Regions from separate parts of the Capra hircus genome. Here region 1 is linked to region 2. Evidence: chromatin contacts called from public Hi-C data. All regions are on one chromosome and are shown on one strand. Each heading gives the region's core, a stretch centred on a gene start, on an enhancer-like site or on the middle of the called end of the contact. The rest is flanking DNA. Distances are from core to core; before and after follow the strand shown. Region 1 holds the start of ACSS1 (acetyl-coenzyme A synthetase 2-like, mitochondrial). Region 2 has its middle 41 kb from the start of CST7.

Region 1 (6,718 bases), core at 2,323-4,822, 130 kb before region 2:
AGCTGCTCCTTAGAAGGGTCCAGTGGCACAGCTTCGACCAACGCGGGAGGTGAGGCTTAAGAAGGCAAACACCTTTCAGCTGCTCAAGTTGTGAGCGCTGGCGGCTGAGGCTTCCCATTTGCCAGCCATGAGACCTTGGATGGCTTCTCCCCTCTCTGTGTTTGCTAAGTGAGGATCAGAGCATCCTCCTCTTAGGATTGTGAGGGTTGCCATCTCCGACTTGAACATCGGGGCTGAGACGTAAAGTGAGCCCAGTTTCCCTCTCACGCCTCCCGCGTCTGCACCTGCCAATGCACTGCTTTCTGCAGTGGAGGGCTCTGCTTCTATTTTAAGGGCCAGGGCTTCTATGATTCGGGCTGCCTGAAGGGCCTGGCTGTTCTCAGAACAATCCAGGCCCCATGAAAAGCTGTTCTGCGGACGTCACTGGGTGTGGCTCCACCTGCGTAGTTCCCGGAGGAGAGCCGCTTCCAGGAGGCAGTCTTGGCCTTGGCCTCTGTGACCTCACCTCAGGTAACGTTGGGCCACAGGACATGCAGTTCTGTACCACCTGGTTGGCTCTGTAATGTTTTCTGTACACACAGTCACTTCTCTTTATCCAGCCTGAAGGAAAGCCAGTTTCATACGTCTTGAGAGTCAATTCCGTGTACTTTCCCTATTGTTCTTGCAGTAGAGGCGGGCAGGGGGCGGGGCAGGGCTACCCAGCAGTTCTTATCGCTCCACAGTGGCGGCAGTTAGAGGCCCCGCTGCTCCACCAACAGTCAGCTTGCAGCTGTCCCCGGCGGTACAGAGCGCAGTGAGAGGTGGATTGTGGCCTTCTTCCCCGGGCCCTCCAGGCCTTCCAGCCTTGGGGTGGTGGGTAATCCTGGGGCCATAGGGACGGACTGAGGACTGTGTCTGGCAGAGTCCTCACCACAGCTGCCCGCCACCAAGCCCAGGCTCTAAGCGGCAGCAAACCTCTCCCCTATCCCACCTCCAAGACCTGATGGCAGCAGCTGTCTCCATGGGTTGCCGTTTGTGGAACCCCGCCCCACTTTGTGTGGCCTGAGGAGACTTTGTGTGGCCTGTGGCACTTTGAGTGCCATCTGGGGCTGGGTGGGATCTAGGGACCGGGCTGTGAGGGGCTGCCTGCTGAGATCTGTCTCTTCAGCACACTGTGCACTGGTGGGAGGACCCAAACTGGATGCTGGACAATTGCTCCAAAGCAGGGTAACTGGCCTGCACAGGGACCCCTCCTCTTACCAAAGACCTGGGCCTCGCAGGGCAAAAGCTGAGCCTTGGGACCTTGAACCCGTAAAACGAGGGGTAATCATGTTGTTTTGCTTACGAGGTTTGTTAAACGAGGGGTAATCATGTTGTTTTCCTTACGAGGTTTGTTGCGTGTTAACAGCTGCAAGGAGGCACGGAGACAGAATTAAATGACTCCCCTTCCCTTTCTGGTCAGAACAGATACTAATGTTTGTTTTGGTGGAGGTTTATAGGAACATCATGACTTGACCATGAGCTGACCTCAAGAATAAAGGCTCTGACAACATGAAGTCTGCAACAGCTACCCCACCTCTACCTTTCCCAGAAAAGGGCTTTGCTGAAAAGTTTTGGGGAGTTTAGGGTTTTTAAGGCATGAGCCTCCTCCCTCCTTGCAGGGCCCTGCAATAAACCTTTCTCTGCTCCAGACTCAGGTGTTTTGGTGTTGGTTGGCCTTATGTGGACTTGAGTTTGGTAACATTCTCTGCAGGGGTCTCTAGGGCCTGCTTCTGTGGCCTCTCAGGGCCTGGGCTGGGATAGTCGGAGCAGCATTGCTTATCCACTTGTGGGGAACAGATCCTTCCTCTTGAGGGGGAGCCTCTCACCTATAGAGCAAATGCCTGGGAGTTTTCACCCACTGCTCCACCATCTGTAGTCATCTTTGGGACCCCTGGCCACACTTACAGTCTTTCTGTATTTCAGTTTTATTATTTATTCTATTAAAAATGGTGATTCAGGGAATTTCCTGGCAGTCCAGTGGTTAGGAATCTGTGCTCTCACTGCGTAGGGCCCAGGTTCAATCCCTGATTGGGGAACTAAAATCCTGCATGCTGTGTGGTGAGGCTTAAAAAAAGAAAAAAGTGATTCAGGCCAAGTGGTGAAGCAGAAATTGAGGCGGGAGTGGGGTTGCTGCCCAGCACGTGTTTATTTCTTAGGGCTCAGCGTCCTCATATGTTCCACTTGGGAGCTGAGAGTGGGCACGACTTGATAGCACCAGATAACTTTTAAATTAAGTAGAAAAATGCAGGTCAAGCACTTGGCACAGAGCAGCGCCCATGTGTAAGTGCTAACTGTTCTCACTGGACCCCAGCACCTCCAGCCTTAAAAAGCAGGCACCATGTGCAAGCAGGCAAGTGCACGCAGGCGCACAGGAGAGGGGGCACACACACACACACACACACACACACACACACACACACACACTGGGGCTGACAGCAGAAGTTCCTCTTACAGCTAATGGGCTGGAACTCAACCGACCAACTAACTTTCAAAATTCCCCTCTCCCTTCTGTTTATCTTATTTATTATGTGTTTAGTTTGTGGGTGTTGTGATATTAGAGTCTGGCTGAGGCAAGTTTCTGTGGGTTCCCTTCTATCTTTCCTGGCTTGATAACTGGGACATAGCCTCCATTCCCGGGCTTCCTGGGTACAGCTGGGGGAGAGAGATATCATGCGTTTCCCCCTCCCCAGGGCTGCATAAGAATAAATGAGTTGGTGTCTGAAACTTGCAGCCTGGGAGGGACACCCAGGGAGCTCAGTAGCCGGGGTGGTGTAGGCACAGGGACCTTTAAGGAACTCACCCGAGGTCAGAGAGCTAGAAACGTCAGGTTTTGAACCCAGGACACAGAAGCTGCAGCAGCAGGCCGAAACCCCCGGGCGTTTGCTTCGTTGTCACAGGAATGCGGTGGACCCTAGACCACCTCCCTGGGTACCCCCACGGCCTCTTGGGTAGAGAACCCCACTTAGTCCACGGAGCGGGGGTGCTGCTTGTGTGTGTATAGTTTGGCGGGGGTCCGGTGCAGGCAGACCTGCGTGTTCCTTTTCCAGGGCGCACGAAGAGACGAATGCCTTCGGCCTCTGAGATGCTGAATGGACCTAACTGGTGGTTCGCTGGCTCCGTGATCGCTCCCGCACTTGTAAGAGCCTGCGTCCCCGGGTTCCCCATCTTTGCGGTTCCCCGCGCCGCGTAGCCGTCGGAGCTGGAGGACGCACCGGTTCAAGCGCCGGCAGCCCGCCCCGGGACCCCGTACCCTGCGCTCCGGGAGGCCCCCCTTCCCCAGCTGCTCCCCCTCCCTTGGTGCCCAGCTCTGGAGCGCAAGCTGAGGGATTGGGAGGGGCGGGGCGGGGGCGGTGCCTGAGGGCGGGCCCGGGGCGTTGGCCGGAGGGGCGGGGAGGGGGCGGAGCCAGGGAGGGGCGCGAGCGCGCGAGGACTGGGAGAGGGAGCGGGATTGGGCGAGGGCCGGGGCGTTGGCAGGGGGGCGGGGCCTGGGGCGGGGCGGGGCCGGGGCGGGGCGCGGGCACGCGGGCGCCGGGTTGCCACAGGGCTCTGAGGCGCGGGACTCTGAGGCGCGATGGCGGCGCGCTGCTTGGGCCGCGGCGTCGGACGGCTACTGGGGGGCCTCCGCGGGGTGGGGGTGCGGGCGCTGGCGGCCCCGCGGCTCTGGAGCAGCGCCTCCGCCCCCGCAGCGCCGCCCGGCTCCTACCAAGAGCGAATCAAGCTGGCAGCTCGCGAGCCCGCCGCCTTCTGGGGGCCGCTGGCGCGGGACGCTCTCGTGTGGGACACCCCCTACCACACGGTGAGCGACTGCGACTTCCGCAGCGGCAGGATCAGCTGGTTCCTGGGAGGCCAGTTAAACGTGTCTGGTGAGTGGGCCTGGGGACCGGGGAGCCCCAGCTCGCGCGCCCAGGGGACCCCGAGCCCAGCGTGCGGCGGCTCCACACGCCCCCTCCTCGGCGCTCCGGCATCGCTCCCCCGCAAGCGACGCGGCCACCCCGCCCCCACCCCGCCCCCACCCCGCCGGCCCGGCCCCGACTCCTCGGTCGTGGCTCGCGCTCCCCGGCGCCCCCCCGCCCCGAGTCTAACGGTGGCCCCCACCGGCCCTAACACCGAGCGTGCCGCACGGGGGGTGGAAGGCAAGGGGCGCGCCAGGAGCAGGACTTCCCGCCCCCGGGGCCGGCCGGCGACAGAACCGAAAAGCTTCTGGCCGTTGTTACCGCCAGGTGCCGGCCGGCGACCCGTCTGGGGAGCAGCCCTGCCCATGTAAACAAACGGGGCTTCGCCGGGTGGCGGGGAGGAGGAAGCCGCGCCGGCAGCCGGAGTCAGCCCGCGGGCGGGCGGGCGGGAAGGAAGCAGTAGTGGGACCTACCCGCTCTCAGTTTCACCTTCGCCCCGAAGACCCAGGGGGCCGGTCTTCCGAGGTCTCAGAAGCCAGCTCCATCGCCAGTCTGTCCTCTCTGGCCCCTACTGGAGATTGAATCCCCTACGGTTCTGTCCAGACTTGGGACTGGGGTTCACACTGCCAGCCATGCCCCGGCCCACCAGGGGCAAAAGGCCCAGCAACTAAGGGAAGGAGGAGACAGGCTAGGCCTGGAGTGTGAGCAGCCAGATGGGGGGGCGGTCAGAGGGGCTGCCTGTCAAGGAGGAAGTGGGTAATGGGATAGATGGGAGTCTAGGGGCTGTTTAAGGAAAGGTCTTCCTGACCAAGGCCTGAACTGGGCAGTGGGGTCTAAGTTTCCAGGTTCCACTTCTTTACTGGTCCAGTTTTTCTGTTCCTCTGAGTTTCAGCATTCTCCTGTGTAGACTGCTGCTGCTAAGTCGCTTCAGTCGTGTCTGACCCTGTGAGACCCCATAGACGGCAACCCACCAGGCTCCCCCATCCCTGGGATTCTCCAGGCAAGAACACTGGAGTGGGTTGCCATTTCCTTCTCCAATGCATGAAAGTGAAAAGTGAAAGTGAAGTCGCTCAGTCTCTCTGACTCTTAGCGACCCCATGGACTGCAGCCCACCAGGCTCCTCTGTCCATGGGATTTTCCAGGCAAGAGTACTGGAGTGGGGTGCCATTGCCTTCTCCGCCTGTGTAGACTAGAGGGCACAATACCCACCTGAGGGGCTGGGTTGTGATGACCAGGCACACAGGGTATGGAACAGGCCCAGTACTTACTAGTGAGCAATAAGTGGTAGTGATTTTGACTCGTGAAATTTAGAAGTAGCCAGAGTTACAGGTAGTTTCTTGCGGTTATTTTTCAAGCAAAGATATTTAAAGGAACTTTGGACCAGACTTTTTTTTTTTATATTGTATATTGCTTTGCTGGTTTAATAAAAATGACTCAGTAGATAAGTGTCTTCTCTAAAATTGAGTCAGCACAAAGTGTCCTTGGACTAGTGGGAGAAAAGCTAAACCCTTAGGTTTGCAGGGTTGGTGGAATGCACCCTGGATCGAGAGAGCTGCGTGCAGGGGGAAGGGGTGGAAGGTTGCAATTCCTTTAGAAGCTGCCTTGGACTTGGGAGACCTGAGGCTGCCAGGGACATTCAAGGTGAACACGTGCCACCTTTCACTCTCAGATAAGAAGGGGGGAGTGGTGGTGGTGTAATGACAGATCCGGTGCGACGGGCAGCCAGGGCCTTGTGAGCCCTACTCGGTCAGGTTCAAGGTCAGGGTTAGGGTGTACAGCAAGACACTCTTCTGCCTCTTTTTCTTCATTTATTTCTCCTTTATGGTTACCTTAGCCAGAAACTGAACTTCAGAAAACTGCCTTGTAGAAAAACAGCATTTCAGCCACATTCTCTCATCAAATGTGTATGTGACGCACTCATCTGTCAGAAATATCTCTGATGGTCGCCAGTGTCTGCAAATCAGAGGTGATCATATGAAAAAGGACCAGACCAAGTTATGGCTATCCTGGGAGCCACTAGAAAGTTGTGGGCTGGGGTGGAACGGGGTGTGTTTTGGCATGCTCTGTCTGTCTGTGTGATGGTCATGTGATGTTGGCTTATTCCAAAGGAGCATCACTTAAAACTCCATTTGCTCCTTCAGGAAGGTCTGTATGTACAGTTCTCAAAGTGTGGTCCCTGGACCAGCAGCATCGGCAAGACCTGTGAACTTTGTAGAAACATCCTAGATGGCCAGAGCCAGGAACCTGGGGGTGGATCCTCCAGGTGATCCTGATACACACTTAAGGTTGAGAACCACTGACCTGTGTCCAACCAGGGCAGGTGGGGCACCACTTAATGGGTGGATTGGGATGAATGCCAATCTGTCTCTCTCAAACAAACAAAGAGTCTGTGGGTGGTACCGTACACTTCAGTGGTGCTGGGTGTGTTTTTGGAATCATACCTGAGTTTGAATACTTGTTTTCCCCTGATCATTTTTTTTTTTCTTTCTATCTAAAGTCTCGCCAAGTGCTTAATTTTTTAAAATTCATTTTTTTTTGGAGTATAGTTGGTTTACAATTGTGTTAGCTACACAGCAAAGTGAGTCAAGTATATATATACACATATCCACTCTTTCAGATTCTGTTCCCATATAGGTCATTACAGAGTACTGAATAATTCCCTGTGCTTTACAGTAGGTTCTTATTAGTTTACACTATTTTATGTATAATAGTGTGTCTGTGTCAATCCCACTCTCCTAATTTACTCCCCCTGCCCTCCCCTGAATGTTCTTTGGTGTGTCTCCTCATTTGTAATGTGAGAACAG
Region 2 (7,627 bases), core at 25-2,524:
ATCTCCAAGGTGCCCTGTGAGCTGCAGTAACACAGCACACTGGTGAACGCCCACATGTGGTGTGTGCGGCCGCGCCTGTGACCTGAGTACACGGGCACACTGGGCACCATTGTTCTCTGGGTACCCAGGGAGCAACCCTGGCATATTGAGCCGGGGCACTCACGTGTGCAGGTGGGAAGAAAGTGATTTCCACTGCACATCCTTTTGATCCAGCTGGCTGATTTTTACCACTTCTTATCATTTACTAATGCAAAAAAAAAAGCAGGGGGGGATGTTCCATGGAAAAATGCCAAAGAGGTCTCTCCATACCATTTTCTGATAAACACCCTCAGATACAAGCATCAGGGGAGCTTGGGACGTCAGCTGAGGGTGCAGAGTGTCCTGAATGGAGTGTGGAAGTTGGTCTCCTGTAATGACCCCATGTGTCTCACTGGCCAAGTACTCTGTTGGCGTTGGTAACACTCCGGGCCTGTGGCCAAGGTCTCTTGGCCAGTAGCAGTTCTAACCCATCCCTTCACAGTGAAATGATAAAACTGGGTTGGCAGAATGGTTTCTGAAATGAGAATGGTGATGAATGCCCACAGCTGTCACTCTTTAGCAGAAATTTGTCATATTATACACAGAATTAAATCTATCCTCCATTAAAAGTATGACAAAAAGAATTAATTCATTTTCAATGTAATGACTTAAGCAAGCAGATCTTGCATAACAATGAGGGTTTCTGAACTTCTAATGAACTGTTTAAAGTGTTCGAGCTGAATTTGGGTCTCTGATAATAATTTCTAAGATCCAAGACTCCCCGGTTGGATGGCATTGCCAATTCAATGGTCATGAACTTGGGCAAATTCCAGGAGATGGCGAGGGGCAGGGAAGCTTATTGTGCTGCAGTCCATGGGGTTGCAAAGAGTCGGACACGGGGTTGCAAAGAGTCGGACACGGGTTGCAAAGAGTCGGACATGACTTGGCAACTGAATAACGAAAAACAGCAAGACTCCCCTAAAGGAGCTGTTTGGTGAGATACTCTCCAAGGGAATTGGTCTGGAGACAATGAACACAAGTGAAAAAGTCAGAGACTGTGGCAGTCTGCTGTGTCTATGGCCCCATGGTGACCTTACTCCCTGTTGATCTGGAGGTTGGCCATGTGGTTGTTCAGGGTGAGGTATTAACAACTGTGAGCTTGCTAAGTGCCATTGTGTTGGGGTCTGTGTTCCTGGGACACTTTGTGGAAGCCAGCTGCCATGTGCCAAGGCCAGTGGCCTGAGGTCACCTGCTGTCAGGAAGCCCAAGCTGCCCCGTGGAAGGTCACACGGAAAGAGCTCTGTGCCGTCAGCTCTCGGCTGGGTCAGCTGGTCTGGCCGAAGCCCCACAGCCCAAGTGTATGTTAGTTGGAGGGAAGGACTGCCCAGCTGAGCCCAGGTTCAAATTTTTACTGTTGCTCAAGCTGCTAAGTTTTGAAGCATCTTGTGCAGCTTAGGCAACGGCCGGGGGGGCGGGGGGGGGGAGGGGTCTGAGGTGAGATGCACCTGGAGGAAAGGGAGCAGGTGCAGGAAATAAATGCACCAAGAGTGGTAATCCTGTCATCGTAAAGTGGTCAGAACTCCGACTGCTTCACAAGGACTCTCTAGGTGACAGCATAGCCAAGATCCATGTGACTCAAGTGCGGTCCCCACACTGCAGCGCTGACGAGCTCTGGGAGCTTGTTCATTTCTTAGAAAACCCCAAACCTGGGACCCTGCCCCAGAAACTTGGCTCTCCACGTAATGTCTAGGCACTCCACGAGGAGGTTCAGGTCTCAGAGGTCTGGGTTTTGGGTTGTGAGCCCTGGGGTTGCCACACTCTCGGCAGTGAGCAGGTCATGACCATCTGTACAAAGATGGATTTCAAGATGTCCATCTCCCTGGAGACCTTTTCGAAGAAGTGATTCATCCACTGAAGGTCTCACAACACCACCCCCCACACACCCCCGAATAATCAGCCTTCACGTTCCCAACCAGGAGCACACTAGGTCATGTGGCCATCCTCAGAGAAGATCAGTAAGAGGGGGCTTTGTTCACTGCTAATGCAGAGGCTCTGTGTCGGTTGGGAAGGTGATGGCCTGGGAAGGGGTCTTGGGGACGGGGGTTGATGGCAAGGGTTCCACGTCTCTGAGCCGCTGGTCACGCGATGGAAAGGCTGGCCCAGTGGCCCCTGGAAGTCTCATTGCTGGTCAGAACCCAGAGGCCAGGCCCTGCCCCTGGTGCAGAGTTTGCACCAGGGACTGGGGTGGACCCAAGACAGGGCCTGCAGTCTTGACAGGCAGTTCCAGAACCATCCTTCCTAATTTAACCTGAGCAGTAAGGCAGGAGTGTGCTGTGAACCTGCAAGGCGAGATGGAAACAACCCACAACCCTGCTGCCGTGCAGTATCCCGAGGTCTGCCGTGTGAACACTGAGACCAGCACAGACTCCAAGCCGCCAACAGCTTAACCGCCAGCTCCCTAAACCTAGCCTGGCAGAGCCCGGGAATCCCGGTCAGACGCTCACAGAGGGGGCCCATCCCCCGCCCCTCCTGACCACAGCTGCTGGGCAGATGGGATGAAGGCAACCGAGGCTGAACTCCCGCCCAGGCCCGGGATGGGTGTCTGGAATGGAGCCCGGGGCCCCGTGGCCGCTGACCTAGGGAAGATCCCTGGCACATCTTTTCCCGGAGCTCCAGCGCCACCTGGTGGCGGGGGCCCCACGCCCGGGTGCATCTGGGATCCAGATGGTACCACCTGGGCGTGTCCTGGGTGAGCTCGCATCAGAGGGAGAGGGTCCCAAAGAAGTCCCAGGAGGCCTGTGCCCCCTGCCCAGCCTCGACACCCCCTGCCTCACTGCTGTGTCCTACAGGTGTATTTCTGGGGAATGTGTCAGAGTGAGGCTGTTGCCCCAGGCTCTGCTTTACAGGGACAGAAATTGAACCCGATCCTGGTCCCTGCTCGTGCCCCTGTGCTACCTCCCCCCTCCCCGGTGGTGATGTGGGGGCGTAGGGTCCAGTGTCCCTGCCCTGGCCGGACATCTGGGCCTGAGCACCCCGTCCTGCAGCCTGACCCGCTTCAGGCAGGATGAACTCCAAGAGCCGGGCAGCAACAGCCCTGATCATCCTGAGAGCCCAGGGTTAGAAAAGTGACCAAAACAGGAAAGTTTTGCTTTCTACAAGCCTTTTAATATCTTCTCCAAATCCCAAATTTCCATATATGTCTTTATTATAGTATTAACATGCAACACATTCATATATTATATAAGGCTCCCCAGCGGCTCAGTGGAAAAGAATCTGCCTGCAGTGGAGGACACATGGGAGATGTGGGTTCAATTCCTGGGTCAGTAAGATCTCCTGGAGAAGGGAAATGGCACTCCACTGCAATATTCCTGCCTGGGAAATCCCATGGACAGAGGAGCCTGGCAGGCTGCAGTCCATAGGATCGCAAGGAACGCTCTGTACCCTATTACCTACCCTGAAAGGGGCGCTCTGCCCTGCCTTTTGTTCCATTTGGCACATTGGCTGTTGTCGGCCATCAGAGACTCTAAAGCCACCTGAGAAAAGGCCCCGCGATATTTGGACAAAGAGATGTGACATGAGGGGGGGGCGCAGCAGAGGCTGAAGGATGAGCTGCTGCCCCCGGCCTGTAATGCCTTCTTCACCCAGTGTGTCCCCACAGGCTTTGAGCTCAAGCAAAGTCATCCTTGGAGACCCACCCATTGTTTCAGTTGCTATGGCTTCACAACAAACCAGCCCAGGCCTCAGCAGTTTTAAACAACAGTGTTTGTTGACCTTGAGCATGTGGGTCAGGAATGTGGACAAACACAGCGCTCTCCACATGGTTTCCTGCTCTGAGGTGGAGGGGGCCGGCCACCATGTGGAGGCCATGCCCCAGGAGAGAGAGGTGGCTTAGCCTCGGACGTCAGCATCTTCTCCTGTGAGTTGCACCGAGGTTGGACACATTTCACAGCTGCCTTTAGAAATTCATCGTCCGGGCCGCCGTTTCACAGAGGTGACCCCATCAGCTGAGCAAACTGGACATTCAGGGACCACATTGCTAGGCTGGGACAGAACAGGCTGGGGCCAGGGACTGTCCCAGGGAGGACCCAGGGTGTCTTGGAGGGGCCTTGGTCCACCCAGGCCCTGGCGATACCCCAGGTGGAGGGGGATGACTGGAGGCTCCAGGAAGGGGAGGAAGTGGATCTTGGTGATGAAGGGCCCCCTGTTACTTGTGGATCAGCAGTTCCTTCTGACCAGGAGGCCAGCCAGTAGCAGAGGATGAAGAAAGGGAGTGGGTAGGGAGGGAACCATGCCACCAAGATTGCAGCCAAGCTCTGTAGCTGGACACAGGCAAGAGGCAAGGTTTCCATCAGCCCCATGTCTTAGCCCAGGGAGCCTCCCCACACCAAGAGCTATCCAACAGCGAGCCTGAGGCCTTTCTGCTGGGAAGACAGACTGGGGCCTCCAGCAGCCCTGTTGGGTGCGGAAGGCTGAGGCTTGCCTACTTGTCTGGTGTCCAAGGAGATGGTCATCCCTCAGATGAAACTTGGGTGGAGGGAGGGCTCCTGAGACTACAATCTCTCCTGCTCAGATGTGGCTCCCAAAGCCAGGGTTCCGTGGTTTACCCTGAGCTGGGGTAAAAAAAATCCCAGGATTCCCACCCCTCCGCACTTCCCCCTTCCTTCAGGAAGCCCTTCATGCCTTCCTGCCAACAGGGTTCCGGCCTCTGCCCTGATCGCCCACTGTTTCAAGGTGAGCGTGTGGTCGAGTCCTCCAGGCACTAAGTGCTGTCTGGTCCACAGTGGAGCCCAGACCCCTCGCAGGCCTTGCTGGGCTGAGAGTGCAAGACTGTGGTTACCATACAGGGGGCGGGGTGCTCGGAGTGAAGGATGTTATGTCCCGTACACTGGAAGGGAAGGGGTAACGGCACGTGTTGGGAGCCCGTCGGAGCCCTTGGCCCCTGGCTCTGGTCCTGTGGGCAGGAACGCGTTCATCCGTGTCCACCCTGGGACAACGGGGCTGCGGGCTTGGTGGCTGTTACCCCAGCGTGTGGGAAGGAGGGTACATAACTTGCAGCCTGAGCAGGGCGGACCCTGGTGGGGAGAAACTGCAGCCTGGGTTCGGAGGAACGGCTGGGCTGTTCCCTCCTGGGGGCGCCCCATTCCTGGACCAGTCGCTGCTACTCACAAGGGTGCCAACCTGCCTGGCTCTTGCCGTCGCACCCACTGTCCCCACAAAGAGCTGCCCTGCTGGGACCGCGGGTGTGGCTTCGGCTTCCCAGGTGGAGTCTGGGGCCCAGGTGACTGCCTGGAAGCCCCACCAGCATCCTCAGCATCACCCTGTGATCCTGGTCTCCTCCTCCTGGGGCCCACACGCCCAGGCTCACTGCCGTCGTTTGAGGGGGGTTTCTGGGGCTTGGCTTCTCTTTCCACTTGTCACACGTCCTCAGGAGACTAAAAGGGACTCTGTCTTGGTGCAGTTTTTGTTCCAACAGAAGGTGACTCTTGTTCGTGATGGAGAGAAGGGGGCACCAGCATGACCTTGAGGCTGAGGTAGGGGCAAGGATGCTGGTGGGAGGAGAGGGGAAGATGGGGGCATGTTAATACAAGAGGGCTTCTGAGTGCACCCCACGCCCCCAGCGCTCAGGAGGCTGGGAGCAGAGTCAGAACTCCACTCCCAGGGTCAGCCTCCACCCAGCACCCAAGCCCCGAGCTGAGCCCAAGAGGCTGGAAAGGAGCCTGTGTGAGCCACAGCTCTCTCTGGACGTGGCTTGGGGATGTTTGAGCTCTTAATTAGTGTGAATGTTCCTTAATCATCCTTGGATGGAGCTCCTGATGAGGGTTGCCATGGCCACGGGGCTCTGGTGAGTGAAGGGCCCTCCAACTTTCACATCAGTCACCTCACCCCTGTGGAGCTCAGGCAGCTCTGCTCTGAGCCTTGGGCGCCTCCAGGAGCTCTTGGCAGCTCCTCCTTTTGTGGCACCCTAGTGCTCTTGCCTGGAAAATCCCATGGGTGGAGGAGCCTGGTAGGCTGCAGTCCATGGGGTTGCTAAGTCAGACATGACTGAGCGACTTCACTTTCACTTTTCACTTCCATGCATTGGAGAAGGAAATAGCAACCCACTCCAGTGTTCTTGCCTGGAGAGTCCCAGGGACGGGGGAGCCTGGTGGGCTGCCGTCTATGGGGTTGCACAGAGTTAGACATGACTGAAGTGACTTAGCGGTTAGCAGGGTCCCTGTGTGCTCCTGGCAGGAACCCATCACCACAGGCCACCACGTGGTGTGTCCTCTGGGCCCTCCCAGGATACCACCAGGGGCGGTGGAAGAGGAAACAGAGGTTCACAGAGGACCAGTGATGTGCCAAGCCCAGTGATGACTGTCTGCGCCCTGTGCGGGTGAGGAAGCGACGACAGCTCCACGGCACCAGATGTGGGCTCGAGGCCTGAATACCAGCAGCCTGTGAAGAAAGTGCAGGTAGCCATCCCTGCTTTGTAGGTGAGGTGAGCGGCTCGGAGGCTGAGTAACTTGCCCCAGGTCACAGAGCAAGTGCGAGGGCGAAGTGGGCTTCTGGGGCTGCTAGTGCCTGCTCTCAGGAGCAGAGGCAGGGCCCAGGGTTTGCTGCGGATCCTGGGTCTTCCTGGAGCATGGTTGTTTCCCCTTCCACCCCCTCCACTGGCCCTGCGGTGGCCCCGAGGGCCATGGCACCATGGCATGAGGCAGGAAAAGTGGCGGTGATGGGGTGCTCCATGCATGGGCACCTGCAAACCAGGGTGGGTTTCACAGTTCAGTGCCCCATGGGGACTGTCCCCAGCCTCAGCCCAGCAGCTCCCACAGTCTCCTTCAAAGGGGGCTGAGTCTTCCTGGCTCCTGCCAGTGCACACGATGGTCTAGGGGCCAGGCCAGATGTGACACGTCCCATGCCAGCTGCGGACATGCCAAGGGCACGCGGGGGGTGGGGCAGCGAGTGCCAGATGCCCTCCAGAGGGGTGCTGACAGCTGGGTCCCCGTCCTCGTCATGAATGTCCTGAATGTCGCCTGCCCTGCTGTTCCCGGTCTCCTAATTAGAGCGAGACGAGGTCATCTGCATCCCCTGCAGGTTTTCCGGACTGTTTTTCACCCAGCTGAGCAGAGGCAGGGCTGTTAGTCCTCATCACGGTAGATGATCACGGGCCACGCGTGGTCAGATGCTTGTTCTGGGAAGCTGGGTCTTCAGAGCGTGAGACTGTCGCCGCTCCCCCTTGTCCGTGTGCTGGAGGCTCCTAACCCGCAAGACTTAAGGAGGCCCCAGCGCCCTGGTGGGCTGCTTCTCCCACCCCAGGCGTGTGCCTTCTGGACTCAACCTGGTTGTAGGTGTGCAGTCCTCTCTCCTCTTTTGAACGCCTGACTTTATTCACACGGGCGGGCCTCGCGACAACCTTCTCCGTGAGACACTCTGCAGGTAACCCAGGTTCTGTCTCCGTGGGGTCTGCGGGCTGCTGCAGCAGAAAGACCAACGTCCAGACTCTAAAGCACGGACATTGGTGCTCCTTCACTGAGCAGGTTGGCAGGTGGCTGCCTGCATCGGGAGGCTCCTCCCGGGGGTGCATTCTCTGTGACCTTTGCCCCATGCCTTGTGGCCTGTCCCTGCATCC

Evidence for each region. Hi-C and Micro-C count contacts between places; a contact is called where the count stands out from the background.
Region 1: a contact with region 2 is called in a Hi-C map of blood, with 4 times the contacts expected there. The contact joins the promoter of ACSS1 here to the enhancer-like site in region 2. A contact is called at or near these places in 3 of 5 Hi-C or Micro-C datasets (all in blood).

What each region holds. Positions count from the first base shown.
Region 1 is chr13:42,016,171-42,022,888 of ARS1.2, reverse strand. ACSS1 (acetyl-coenzyme A synthetase 2-like, mitochondrial) reads left to right here and starts at 3,572. Exons shown (of 14, transcript XM_018057282.1): 1 at 3,572-3,884. The coding sequence starts at 3,593.
Region 2 is chr13:41,887,473-41,895,099 of ARS1.2, reverse strand. No RefSeq gene overlaps it. Among named protein-coding and RNA genes, the nearest start is that of CST7, 41 kb to the left of the region's middle. Within about 2 kb of position 1,274, at least 3 of the 5 cell types and tissues checked have an H3K27ac peak or open chromatin away from gene starts, as enhancers often do.